Regions from separate parts of the Macaca mulatta genome. Here region 2 is linked to region 1. Evidence: chromatin contacts called from public Hi-C data. All regions are on one chromosome and are shown on one strand. Each heading gives the region's core, a stretch centred on a gene start, on an enhancer-like site or on the middle of the called end of the contact. The rest is flanking DNA. Distances are from core to core; before and after follow the strand shown.

Region 1 (6,576 bases), core at 2,193-4,692:
ATCAGACAAAGGGCTAATATCCAGAACCTACAAAGAACTCAAACAAATTTACAAGAAAAAAACAAACAACCCCATCAAAAAGTGGGCAAAGGATATGAACAGACATTTCTCAAAAGAAGACATTCATACAGCCAACAGACACATGAAAAAATGCTCATCATCACTGGCCATCAGAGAAATGCAAATCAAAACCACAATGAGATACCATCTCACACCAGTTAGAATGGCGATCATTAAAAAGTCAGGAAACAACAGTTGCTGGAGAGGATGTGGAGAAATAGGAACACTTTTACACTGTTGGTGGGATTGTAAAGTAGTTCAACTATTATGGAAAACAGTATGGTGATTCCTCAAGGATCTAGAACTAGATGTACCATATGACCCAGCCATCCCATTACTGGGTATATACCCAAAGGATTATAAATCATGCTGCTATAAAGACACGTGCACACGTATGTTTATTGCGGCACTATTCACAATAGCAAAGACTTGGAATCAACCCAAATATCCATCAGTGACAGAGTGGATTAAGAAAATGTGGCACATATACACCATGGAATACTATGCAGCCATAAAATAGGATGAGTTTGTGTCCTTTGTAGGGACATGGATGCAGCTGGAAACCATCATTCTTAGCAAACTATCACAAGAACAGAAAACCAAACACCACATGTTCTCACTCATAGGTGGGAACTGAACAATGAGATCACTTGGACTCGGGAAGGGGGACATCACACACCGGGGCCTATCATGGGGAGGGGGGATGGGGGAGGGATTGCACTGGGAGTTATACCTGATGTAAATGATGAGTTGATGGGTGCTGACGAGTTGATGGGTGCAGCACACCAACATGGCACAAGTATACATATGTAACAAACCTGCACGTTATGCACATGTACCCTAGAACTTAAAGTATAATAATAATAAATTAATTAATTAATTAATTCATAAAATAAAGGTACAATAATCAAAATCATGTAGACCAGGCATGAAGATAGGCATATGGAATGGGAACAATCAAGAGACTGGAAATATGTTTGCTCGCATATAGTTAGCTTATTTTTTTAAATGTGCTAATGTAATTCAAAGGTGCCGAACAACTAAATATCCATGTTTAAAACATAAAATGTAATGTTTATAATGTCTGCATGTCCCAGCCATGGTCGGATGGGGTGGCAAATGGTCCTGACCAAGTTTTCAGGGTCTTCCCTATCATTCTTCTGCTGGAACTTTTAAGGAAAAATTATTTCTACTTGTGGGGTGTGAAAATAATAGGATGTAAGTCTCATGATACTGGAAGCCAAATTTCTACCACATACAGTATATTAAAAAGATACAGCTATAGATATATTATCCTGATTACATTGACTGATGCCCTGTCATTTGCCACCAAGATGGTTCTGACCAAACTGACACAGAATATTTTTATTGCCAGATGATCACAACATGGAGTCTAGGGAATGTTACAAAAAGTTTTTTCCCATCAAAACACCTGTCAGCTCTAGTTCCTGTCCCTTTTCTTCTTCCTATGGTTGCCCTCACCCCCTATTTTGTCCTTCAGCTCTGCCCTCCCCTTACTTGCCAAGGTTCTAGCCCAGTCCTGGAGGGTGATGTCAGATCCTTCAGAAACTGGTCTGAGGTGAATGGAGAAGAAGAATTTAGGTCTTTCTAGTAAAATATCGTAGTAAAACGAGAAAAAGCAACCTCATAGTCATTAATATTTACTTTGTTTCATAGCCAAATTTCAATGTGTGTTACACTAACACTGTCTCTGTACTGTTCTCCATCAAATCAATTATCATCTCATGAAAGGGGTAGCATATTTAGAAAGAAGAGAGTATGAGGCTCTTGTCTGTAATCTCAGCACTTTGGGAGGCCACGGCAGGAGTATCACTTGAGACTAGGAGTTCAAGACCTGCCTAGGCAACAAAATAATAATTATTAGCCATGGTGGTATGTGCCTGTGGTGCCAGCTACTCAGGAGGCTGAGGCAAGAGGATCCTTGAGCCCAGGAGTTCAAGGCTGCAGTGAGCTCTGATAGTGTGCTGCACTCCAGCTTAGGTGACAGAGTGAGAACCTGTCTAAAAAAAAAAGAAAGAAAGAAAAAAGAGAGGAAGGAAGGAGAAAAGAAAGGAAAGGAAAAGAAAAGAAAAGAGCATATATTGGCAGATCAGAGAGTAAAATCCAATTCCAACCACTTCACTTTCTCATTTTTCCCTCGGCCCTGCTCATGAGGGTATGCAAATAAGAGTACACATGAATGTATGCAAATGAGAGACTGGCAAACTTTAGTCCTGAAGACAGAACTGAGTAAGAAAGCCCGACCCAGAATAAGATGATGGACTTTGCAAATAGGTCTAGACAACGTATGTGGAGTGGGATAGTATAAGGACATGGAGCGGTTTCTTCTGGGCATGAGAGAGTGATCAGAAAATAGTAGGCAGAGGGGAATTTCCGAGCTGGAGATTGTGGCTCTTGGGGATAGTGTGATTTCAGTGCAAACTAGTTTTAAGATGAATCCTCAAAACTGAGGACTGAGATAAAATAAAGAAGAAGGTTATTAAGAAGAGGAAGTAAATAAAGTGTACAGTCCTGAAGGATATAAGTATGGGATGGAGAGGAGTGGAAGAGAATTGAAGTCATTGAGGGTAGAAGGAAAAATTGATGCCTACTGTACAATGGTTAAGAGTTACCAGCGTTGAAAAAGTCCCAAACACCCTATCTTACATTAAGAAAAGATAATAAATATGAAAATATTTTGCAAATTGTTAATCACTTTCCAGGAAAAAAAAAAAAAAAGGTGATCTACAGGTTATTCATTCACTAAAATACATACTAGACAGCTGAGAACAAAAGTTCAATCTTCTTTACGCTTCATGTGTTTAGTGTTTTAAGTTGGGGCGAAATCTGATTATTTTATTCAGTATGTCAACACAGAAAAATTTAATTTACAATTTAAACACATTATTTCTCTCTCATGCAATTACTGACATTAAAGCTTCTAAAATCAAAAAGGCTGCTAATGGACACTATTATATGGAATATTAACATGGAATATTAATTGGAAGTGGTAATTCCTGAATGACACCAAAGGCGATTCTTGCCTTTACACTTTCTCCCAGTCAACATACATTATTTTCTTGTTTTTCCTTTTCTATCCTTCCTTTTGCCACAAACGAAAAACCAAACAAAAAAGCGAAACAAAACAAAAACCCTTCCTCCTACCAGCAGAGAGCGCTACCGCCATGCGCGGCACAGGCGCCAAAACGCTCAGTGTTTTGTGGGCTCTAACCGCCGAGAGCCGAGCACACTGAGGTTGTCCCAGCTGGGGATCCGTAGTTGTCTTGACGACGCTGAGCAACGGAAGAGTGGGCAGGATTTGCTCTGAACGCTCGTGCGCGCTACCGCCCGCGGAAGCGGAAGTGTCGGTGGCGCGCGAGTAGGAAGTGGTGAGTTCTGAGTAGAGATGGCCGCGCTTGCATCGCTGCCCCCGCTGCCCGTACAGTTTAAGAGCATACAGCATCATCTGAGGACGGCTCAGGAGCATGACAAGCGGGACCCTGTGGTGGCTTATTACTGTGAGTCTTTTCGAGTGACCGCGCCCCTCTTTTCCCAGTTGCATTTTAGGGCCCACACACCTCTCCGAGGTTTTTGGGGCATGCCCCGCCCCCCTGGCTTTAAACCTGAGCTTTGACCTCGAACCTACCCAGAGAACTCCCTGGGTCCCCACCCACTGGCAGTAGGAATCCCAAAGCACCAGGGCGTCCACTGCTTCCCCTATCTTGTGCTTAAATACTCCAGTACTGACTACACGGGCTCTTGAACTGTGGAATACGATCTTCCAAGGTTTTATCTCTGTGTGTAACACACAAGAGCCTCCTGTCTCAAATAGGAATCCTGAAAATAAATCGAGTTAGGTTTAAAACGAAGGTGAGTGTCCGAAAGAAGTAGTGATGTGGATAAAAGGACAATAGACTAGTTGAAAACATAGTAATAAGTGAAGATTACTTATGACAGCATGCAAGCCCATTCAAAAACTCAGATGGTTAAATGGGGAGTATCTGCTACTAAATAAGCAGTTGAATTTGACCATTCCCCTTTCCCCACCCAACTGCTCTCTCCTACCGTACAGAATTTTTAGTTTTGACTTCTTTGAATAATACTTGCTGTTGAGACCTTTGAAAGCAGTATTTTCACTTTGAGTGTTATACATTTAATTTACAGTTTGGTTAAAAAAATACATAGGTTATCTCTGCTCAGACTTGCAGTGAGTAAAGGGAATAGTTCCAGTAATTCTGTGTTAACTTTATTTTGTATTCTGTACTCTTTACTGCAAAATAAGTAACTGAACAACTATAATTCAGAAAATGATTTTTAGAGTTGAGAAGTTGGATATAATGCGTCCTTTGTTGTGTATATTGTAAGGTTAGCTAAAATCTGGTCACTGTTACCTGTGCCATACTCCAAATGTACCCTCTTTCTCAAATGTGCAAGGCCCTTTCAGAACTCCCATGTTCCACTCTTGGAATGTGCACCTTTTTCTTGCACTTCGCAAACTCATGATTCAAGATTTAACCCAAATGTCATCTCTTCTGTGGGCAACAAATTGATTATTCTCTGTGCGTTACTTCATTTTGTTCAAATCTTACAGCGTCATTTCCTTTATACTTGTTCTTCAGTTTTCTCAAGCAGGGTCCATATTCATTCAGTATGTGTTAATTGAGCTACCTTTGTGTCAAGCATTAGTAGGCGCTGTGACTGCAGTTGCTGCATTTTTGGAGCTTACATACAATGGAGGTAGAGAGTTTCAACAATATAAAGTCTATCATACGTAGAGTATTAAGTGCTTATGAAGACAAATAGAGCAAGGAAAAGGAATAAGAGTATCAGGAGTAGTGGTGGCAGGGAGTGCAGATGGGATTTCAGTTTCATAGTGGTCAGGGAACACTTCACTGAGTTGACATTTGGGGAAAGAAAAGAGTGAAAGGCATGCCTTGCACCATCTGGGGAAGAGTATTCTCCGTAGAGGATGTAGAAGTCCCGAGGTAGAGGCTTGCTGGAAGGAGGAGCAAGTAGACCATTGTGACTGGAGTGGATGGGGCTCAGGAATGATAGGATAAGGACAAAGTATCTCTCATCCCTAAAGGAAATTCCTGTTCCTGATCCCTGTATTATGTATCTTTGTGACAAACCAGGGACACTTTATTCATTGTCGTCCTTTCCCTCTAGATGTTTCTAAACCTAATCCAGTTTCCTTTATTTAAAAATAAAACAGAAACTCTCACCATGACATTCCCTAAAGTTGCAGCTCTGCCTTTCCAGCCTCATAGGTAAGCTTGAAATAGTTGTCTGTAAGTTAGCTTTACGCCTTTATCTTGTAGAGCCTTTCAGCCTGTGCAGTCTGGTGTTCATGCCCAGTATTTCACTGAAACTGCTCTCATCAGGCTTACGAAGAAATATTTTTATTGCTCAGGTGACACTTAACAATTTTAGTTATGAAACGTGCATATGAAAGCGTATATAATGTGCAGTTTAAGGAATAATAAAATGAACACTAATATGCCCACCACATTTGATTTATTGAACTTTTTAATTTTTGACAATCTGGTGAGTGTGAAATGGTAGTGTCTCATTGGAGCGAAATTTGCAATTCTCTGAGTCTTAATGAGGTTTAGCATCTTTTCATATGTTAATTAACCATTTGTGATTCGCTTTTGAAATGCTTGTTTATTGCTTTTGCCCATTTATCTGTCACAGTCTTGTCTTAATAATGTTAGATGTTAATCCTTTGTTATATGTGTTGTAAATATCTTCTCCCATTTCAGTTTCATTTTTCACTCTATGAAGACCTTTGATGTTCCAAAGTTCTTAATTTAAAAATGTTATCAATGTATGAATTTCTTAGGACTTAACCTTCTGATTTTATAAGCTTTCATTTCTTTTTGTGTATTTGTTTGGGACTTTGACATTCTAAATCTGTAGATGGGTGTTTTTAATCAATTTTGGAAAATTTTCTCTACTATTATTTGTTCAAATGTTGCTTCTATTTCTATTCTTGTGAAAGTTTTGATTAGACATGTTTTGCACTTCTCCCATTTAACTTCCTTTTCTTTTGAGTCTCTCATTTTTTTTTTTAATCTCTGTTTTTCTGTGCTGCATTCTGTGTAATTTCTTGAGGTCTATCTTCACCTCCCTGTATATTATTGTTTAACCCTTTTAATTTTTTGAGTGCTCTCTTTTTGTTTTCATATTGACCTGGCCATTTCTGATAGTTTCTTGTTACTGATGTTTTAAACACTCTATTTCTTTGAACACTTTAAATATATCGATTTATATTTGCTGTTTGATAACATCTGTAGCTGCTGTATTTGTGGGTCTGATTCTGCTTTTCAACAGAACACTGCTCATGGTGACTTCTTTCCTTACAATTGTGGGCTAGTCGGGCTAAACCAGCACTCTTCAAACTGGAGTAGGCAAATAATTCCAAAGGAATCAATTTTCCAATTCTTGACTTCCGTGTTTTCCTTCCAAAAACTGATCTTGACAAAGCTCCTGTGATCAGGGTAGCAAAGTAGT
Region 2 (6,576 bases), core at 2,916-5,415, 820 kb after region 1:
GTACTTGCTATAATTCAAAAACTGAAACCCAATACAGTGTACAACACAAAGAATTATTTGTTATTGCTGCTGTTAAAATGAGCCCTGCTTCGGAAAAAAAATGGCAAATTCTGGAATAAGATTTTTCATTTTAAATTAAATCAGCATAAAAGAGTCAACCTGATTTTCTGAATAGTGACAAAGTGCCAAAAGTTCAAGCAGACACATGCACCATTACTCCACAAGGAATGTCTCCATATATATTGTCCTCTGTTTTGTTTTCATGGTAACAAGAATATTCACAAACACATCTCATGCAAAGGAGCCTGATCAATCAAAATATTCTGCTGGTTAATCTTTCAGTGTAATCAAAGAGCATTATTTTCCTATGTGATAATATACACATAGGAAATTTTTCACATTCCATGTTAAATAGGAATATATAAATGTTTTATGTACTTCAGTGGTATTTTACCAAACACCTCTACAAAGATCTAACCAATTAAAAATCAGTTAGATCTTAAATTTGTAAGATCATTAATATACCACCATTCCCAAAATTGTCCCTGAATCAGTCACACATCAATTTACTCTTGAATATCCTTGTATAAATATAAGCCATCTCTAATAAATTTAGCCACATAAAATACAATCACTGTAACAAAATACAGATGCCAATGAGCAAATTTTGTTTTATACCTGACCTATGCTCAACGCAAGAAATTGTCTCAGACAATGTTCAAAAGATTCATCATTATAATGTAATACGTTTCTGTATATAAGAAATATACTGCATGTTTCAAACCCAGTGGTCAAAAGGGATTATGACACTTGAAACAAACACTATCATTAAGTAAATACTGATAACTCCTTTTCAGTTCACAATGCAAATGTACAGTTGTCATTTGGTACCATGACTCCTTAGGGTTCCACAGGGAATTTTCTCTTAATAATGAAAATGATACCCACTTTACTCACAGAAAGGGCATTTCTGTTCTGATAAGCCATTTGGCCTATATCCTAAAAATCAAACCCAATCTACTCATTCCACAATCTACTTTGTTAAAATTCTGCTTTTGGCACTCTTATAAGGTGAAAAAGCAATGAGGCATTTGCTACATATGTAGCAAACATATGTGATCTATATGTGCAAATATTTAAAATAACTTGGTTTGCTCAAGGACAAATATCACCAAACATTACTATATCACTGGAGGAAACGTTTCTGATAAAGTTAAATGGCCTTTTTCTAGGAGGACAGCTCATTGCAAATTTAATTAAAATGGATCTTATTAATATTTCAAGTAATTTCTGGGCTTGATTATGCACTACAAAAGAAACAACTGTACTGAAGAGAAAAATCAATAGCCCTTGACTAGGGCTCTGGGTATGCTAGAAAAACAGTTCTCTCGTGAATTACTGAGGTCTAGCTTTAGGGTTGGGGGCGAGTACCAATATTCATTTGGAGGTAAACTGAGTTATTTTTTAAACGGCAGAAAATGAAGGAGAAAAATCAGTTCAAATTTTCCATTATAATGAAAGTACAGGAAATAAGCCTTTCTATATTCATTTTAGGCCTAAATAACTCTGCAGAGAATAAGGGTTTTGCAATGTCAGTTGCACACACAGCTTCCTGTGTGAATGCTAAGCCATTACAGGTGTCCTAAGGCCTCCAGTGAAACCTATTATCAAGAGATTCCTCTGGTCTCCTCCAAGTCATCCCCAGCGCCCCCCATCTGCCGCCAACTCATTATTGCTCCTCTCCTCCAAGTGTCTTGATTAAGGACCCTCTCTCTTCTCCGCACTCCCGAGGTTAAATTGCCCCCGTTCCCTTGGTGTAGCAGGTTACAAGCTCTCCCGTTAGGGAGGACTAGTGCCTGCAGTCCTTTTTAGTTAGATGCTTTTAAGTCAGAGATGACAGGAGCCACTTGAAGAAACCCTCCTTCCCTTCTTCCTTTCCCCAACTAGGAACCAAGTCCCTGAAGGACAACACCCAGGGACGCTTCCTGACCTTCTATCCCCTCACCCAATTTGGGTTTGGAGGGTTGGGGTCGCATTTTCTCATGTCCTCTGCTGCACTGGATGTGTTATGTAAGAAGGACCAAACGCGGGAGGCACATGCGTATAAGGCGCACCGATCTGTGATAACAGCTGGGGTAGCAGAACGGATCTGGAGTCTACCCCCCCCACCCCACCAACAAATATGACAGACCCCACACATGCACATCAGCACCCCCTCCCCCAACCTCTCACTCACACACACACACACACGCACACACCCAGAGCAATGTTTTCCTGTCTCACCCCTACCAGTACCAGAGGCACAGAATGGAAAGGCGGGGGGTGGGGGTGAAAGGAGGTGAAAGAGGAGGAGGAGCAGCAGCACATCTGCTTTGATAGCAGCCGGCAGTGCTGCCGCGGCAGAGAGCCCCTCGTTAACCCCCTTCCTGTGGCTGCACCACGTCATGGAACATTCCCGGAACGGGCCAACGTTCCACCCACTTCAGGGAACAGACATAAAGGCGCAGACCCAGCTCCCCACAGTGCACAGCCCAAACACACATGTCCCTTCCCGATCCCCGGCCAGACGCACAGACAAACACGCATGCAAACCGCCCCCACCCGTCTCCACGCGCGCGGGTCCAGCCGGCAGCTGCCAGAGCCGCTCTGCGGCCGGTGCACCCGCAAGGCGAGGGCGCCTCCGCCTGAACCTTCCATCGAGACAGTCCCCTCCTTCCTCGTTTCCTTCCTTCTCTCCTTCTTTCCTTCCTTGCCTCGGAGGTAAAGGGAGTCACTGAAATGCCCAGAGCCAGCGCCTTCGCTGCGCTCGCTCGGCCGCAGGCCGGCGGCCCGGGCCTCGCGCCGCCCGCCAGCCCGGCCGCCCGCGCCGCGCGCCGCGGCCCCCTCCCCCGCTACCTGACAACGGGCCCCCGCCGGCCGCCGCAGCCGCAGCGGTGGCCGGGCCGTGCGCGCCGGTGCACGTCGCTCATTAGTAAGCAGGCACATTCCTGCCTCCAGCGCTCCCGCGCGGCCCCCTCCCCCCAGGACATTACGCAAAGCAGCCTCTCCTCATCTGCATAGATCCGCGGCCAGGGTATTCCCCGCATTTCCCCACGCGCCCGACACCCCTCCCACGGTCTCCCCCCATCCCCGCCCCCTCCGACCCTCACCCTTCGGCCACCGGGAAGGGGCTAGGGGCACGCGCCGGGGAGCGGGGAACGGAGTTAGGCGGCGGCGATTCCAATATAAAGTGAAACAAGCTACCAGCGCCGAAGGAGGCAGGAAAAACCCAGCGCCCAGGCCACTTACCGAGCCGAGGAGGGACCTAGATTCCCGCCGCTCCGCTCTCGCGGTGGCCGGTCCGCCCACCGCGCACCCCGAGGCTGCACCCAGCACCCCAGAGGCGAGACGTGGAGGAACGCTGTGAACAAGCCGGGAGACCCTCCAAGTTGCTCTGGGCTCCGGGGAGCGTCAAGGTCCAAGACACAACTTGGCAAAGACTTGTGCCACAGTCACCGAAGATGTTTGTGCGGAGACCCTCCTCCGGGGAGCGACGGCGCTCGGCGGCGCCCTGCTCTCCTCCTCTCCACCCCCTCACCTCCAGCCCGCCTCCCGCCGGCCGCCCGCCTCCGGGCCGCGAGCCCCTCGGGCGGCTGTCAGCTCCCGGCCGCCGCCGGGTGACAGGGGCGGGAGGAGGTCGCGACGCGGCGGCCCAAGCCCGAGCGGGCGAGGGGGATCCTCGCAGCCGCGGCGGCCGCTCACCTGGAAAGTCACCGCTGAGGAGGAGGAGAAGGAGGACGGGGAGGAGGAGGAGGGAGAGGAGGAGGGGGAGGAAACCCCCCTGGTGCCCTTGTTCTTGCTGCCGCGGCGGCCGCTCCTCGCCAAGGCTGAGCGTGTCTGGTGGGGGGTGTCTGGTAGCATTTCCTTAAGGACAGAGGGAGGGCGGGCGCGGAGGGAGGGAAGAGATCCCGACCGCCAGCCCAGGCTCCTCTTGCCTTTATTTATTTTTCTGACACTGTACGGAGATGGGCCCGGGGTAGGAGCCGCCGGACTCAGGCGGGAGCCGCGAGGCCCGGGCCGCAGCTGTCTGCGTGCGGGAGCCGCAGCGGCCGCCTCCCCTCCCGGGCTGTGGACGCACCGGGTTATTCCTGGCAGCGCCTCCCCGAACAGAAGTTACTAGGAGGAGTGCGCGGCGAGGGCGGACTGGGGGGAGAGGCGGAGGGAGGGAGGGAGGGAGGAAGAGGGAGAGACTCAGCCAGCGACGTCATCGGATCCCCCAGCGCGTCCCAGGGAGGGAGGCTGAACCAGAAAAACCAGTCTGGAGCCAGCGAGCGAGAGAGGGATGTGCGGCGCGCGGGGGACGGGGGAGGGAGGCGGTCGGGAGGGCAGGGCCCGGCCCCACGGCTGCCGCTCCGGGCAGGGAGATCGCGGCCGCGCACTCGCTCGGTCGGAGCGGGGAACTCCCCGGAGAGTCGGTGTCTGCTTGTCATGCAAAAAAACTTGGGCATCTCTAGGAGCCTGAGAATTTTCTCTAAGGATGTGGAAACCTCCTCCGTCCCCACCCCTTCCCCATTTCCCAGAGAATCGTCGTCTGCCTTCCTGACGAACGGAATTGTATAATTAGTAGTGTCCTTAGATTTAGTCCCAGTACTCCGGAACCCTGGCCTCTCCTCGCCCCTGCCTCTACTCACAATTACCGATAAAGAAAAGCAAAATCAGACTGGCTCCTGGCTGCGTTTCTGGAGCTTCGCAGTGTTTTACTAGCACTTTCCCTGCCCCTGCGGGCGCGCGAACTTTTCACGTGCTCTAAACGCCCGAATTGCCTTCTCTGGGGTCACTCACCAGGGTGCCCCCGGGGCCCCCAGCTCTGGGACCGCGGCCCGCCCTCGCCGGGGAATTCAAATAGGTGTGGGCAGCGGCGCGAGGAGCAGCTGCCGGTTTCCTGGTGGGCCGCGCTGGAACCTCGGGGCGAGCTGCCACCTTCAGCCTGTGCACTTCCCTCTCCACGGAAGGGACCGGAGTTGAAATCACACCCAGCCCTGGGAGAGCGGGGCCGGGGGGCGGAGAATCCCAGGCGAGTGGGTGCCGAAGCTCTGGGCTTCCTCCCAGGCCGGGCGACACCCGGGGGACACCGGGGCTCCCTCGGGCCGTTACCCTGCCTATGTGGACTGGTGTGCACCCTCAGGGGAGGTTCCCAGGCGGCCACGGTGCCCGAGCGCGACCAGTGACTGCTGGGCCGGGCCGGTGCCCGGAGTGCCTCCTCCGGGTGGTCTCCCGGCCGAGCGGGGACAGCGCGCAGCCCCTCCCGGGCGCCCCAGTCCCCGCGCCCTGCGGAGCCAAGCCGAGCGCCCAGGGCGCCGCAGTTCCCATCCGTCCTCCCCACCCCCCGGCCGCGCCGCCGCCCTGCCCGGGGCGGAGTAAACAAGAGACGCGCAAGATTTGACCTGGTGCGACCCGGCTTTCTGGCCGGGGTTCCCCCTGAGCAGGTGACTCCGTGGGAGGGGTGGAAATGAGTCTCAGGAATTCCGGGCCAAAGACAATAACTGTGGTTCTGCTTTTAAAGCAGGTACTTCACCAACAACTGCGGAATGTTTTGTGTCTCGAGTTTCAAATTTCGCGGAAAGGGACCAAATGTCAGGACATATAAAATATCCCCTTCCCTTTTCATTAAAAATGAATGCATTACAAAGGAAGGGCAGCCCCTTAATGCCTGCGAGAATAGCGCCGCTGGTTCCGGGTTTGTTTTGTTGTTCATTCTGGCCTACAATCAGTGTATTTCTGAGGTCCCTATGCTATGGCAACAGTGCCGTGAAGGGCAACTCTGCCAAATAAAGCGGTGATACATTTTTTTAACCGATTTTTTTTTCTCAGAGGAGAAAAATCTGAACAATTTGGCGTAAGTTTCACTTCGTCCTCCTCTTAGGTTGATCTCATTTAAATTCAGTGCCTACTTCCACTTAAGCAACTTCTTCTTTCATTGTATAGGTTCTTCAATATCCAGTCTTTTTCAACTTGAAGGCTTTAATTTAAAAAACTGTCCCAATCATCATTTTCTTTTAAATGTATGCCGTTGCATTTTAAACATCCATTTAACGCACAAAATGTAATTTTTGAAATTTTTTTCACTTTCAAACCCACCTGCTACATACTCCCAGAGAGCGTTTTATTTAATTGCTTAATAGAGAAGATTAAGCAGTTTCTTTAAGAATCCAGTTTCCCTTCAACAAACACAACAGCAGCTGCCCAAGCTCCCAGAAACTAAGCAAAGGCAAGTAGCAGGCAGTGTTTTACTTCACTAGAATGAATGTTAGTTGAATACCTCTTTAAAAGACTAAAGAGAATAATGGGAATATTAAGATACTCCAGTCGTTAGTTAAAATATTTTTTAAGGAAAACCAGGCAGATATACATCTATTTTGATGATTTGATCCCACCTTCAAAGAGGATCCCTGAACAGAGTTTTAGTCAAAATTTGACAAATTTTAAATAATTACTTTGTTTCAGAGTCATGACGATGGAAAGAAGATAACCTGCATTGAGTTGAAGTAAAGTAAAACTATTATGAATATGCGTAACTAGGTGACATCCTCTCTGCTG

Evidence for each region. Hi-C and Micro-C count contacts between places; a contact is called where the count stands out from the background.
Region 2: a contact with region 1 is called in a Hi-C map of fetal cortical plate, with 3 times the contacts expected there. The contact joins the promoter of HIVEP2 here to the promoter of VTA1 in region 1. A contact is called at or near these places in 2 of 14 Hi-C or Micro-C datasets (fetal cortex germinal zone and fetal cortical plate).

Annotation. Positions count from the first base shown.
Region 1 is chr4:47,369,697-47,376,272 of T2T-MMU8v2.0, forward strand. VTA1 (vesicle trafficking 1) reads left to right here and starts at 3,443. Exons shown (of 8, transcript NM_001261520.1): 1 at 3,443-3,578. The coding sequence starts at 3,467. It also overlaps a transcript of NMBR not described here.
Region 2 is chr4:48,187,851-48,194,426 of T2T-MMU8v2.0, forward strand. HIVEP2 (HIVEP zinc finger 2) reads right to left here and starts at 4,166. Exons shown (of 11, transcript XM_077999484.1): 1 at 3,742-4,166.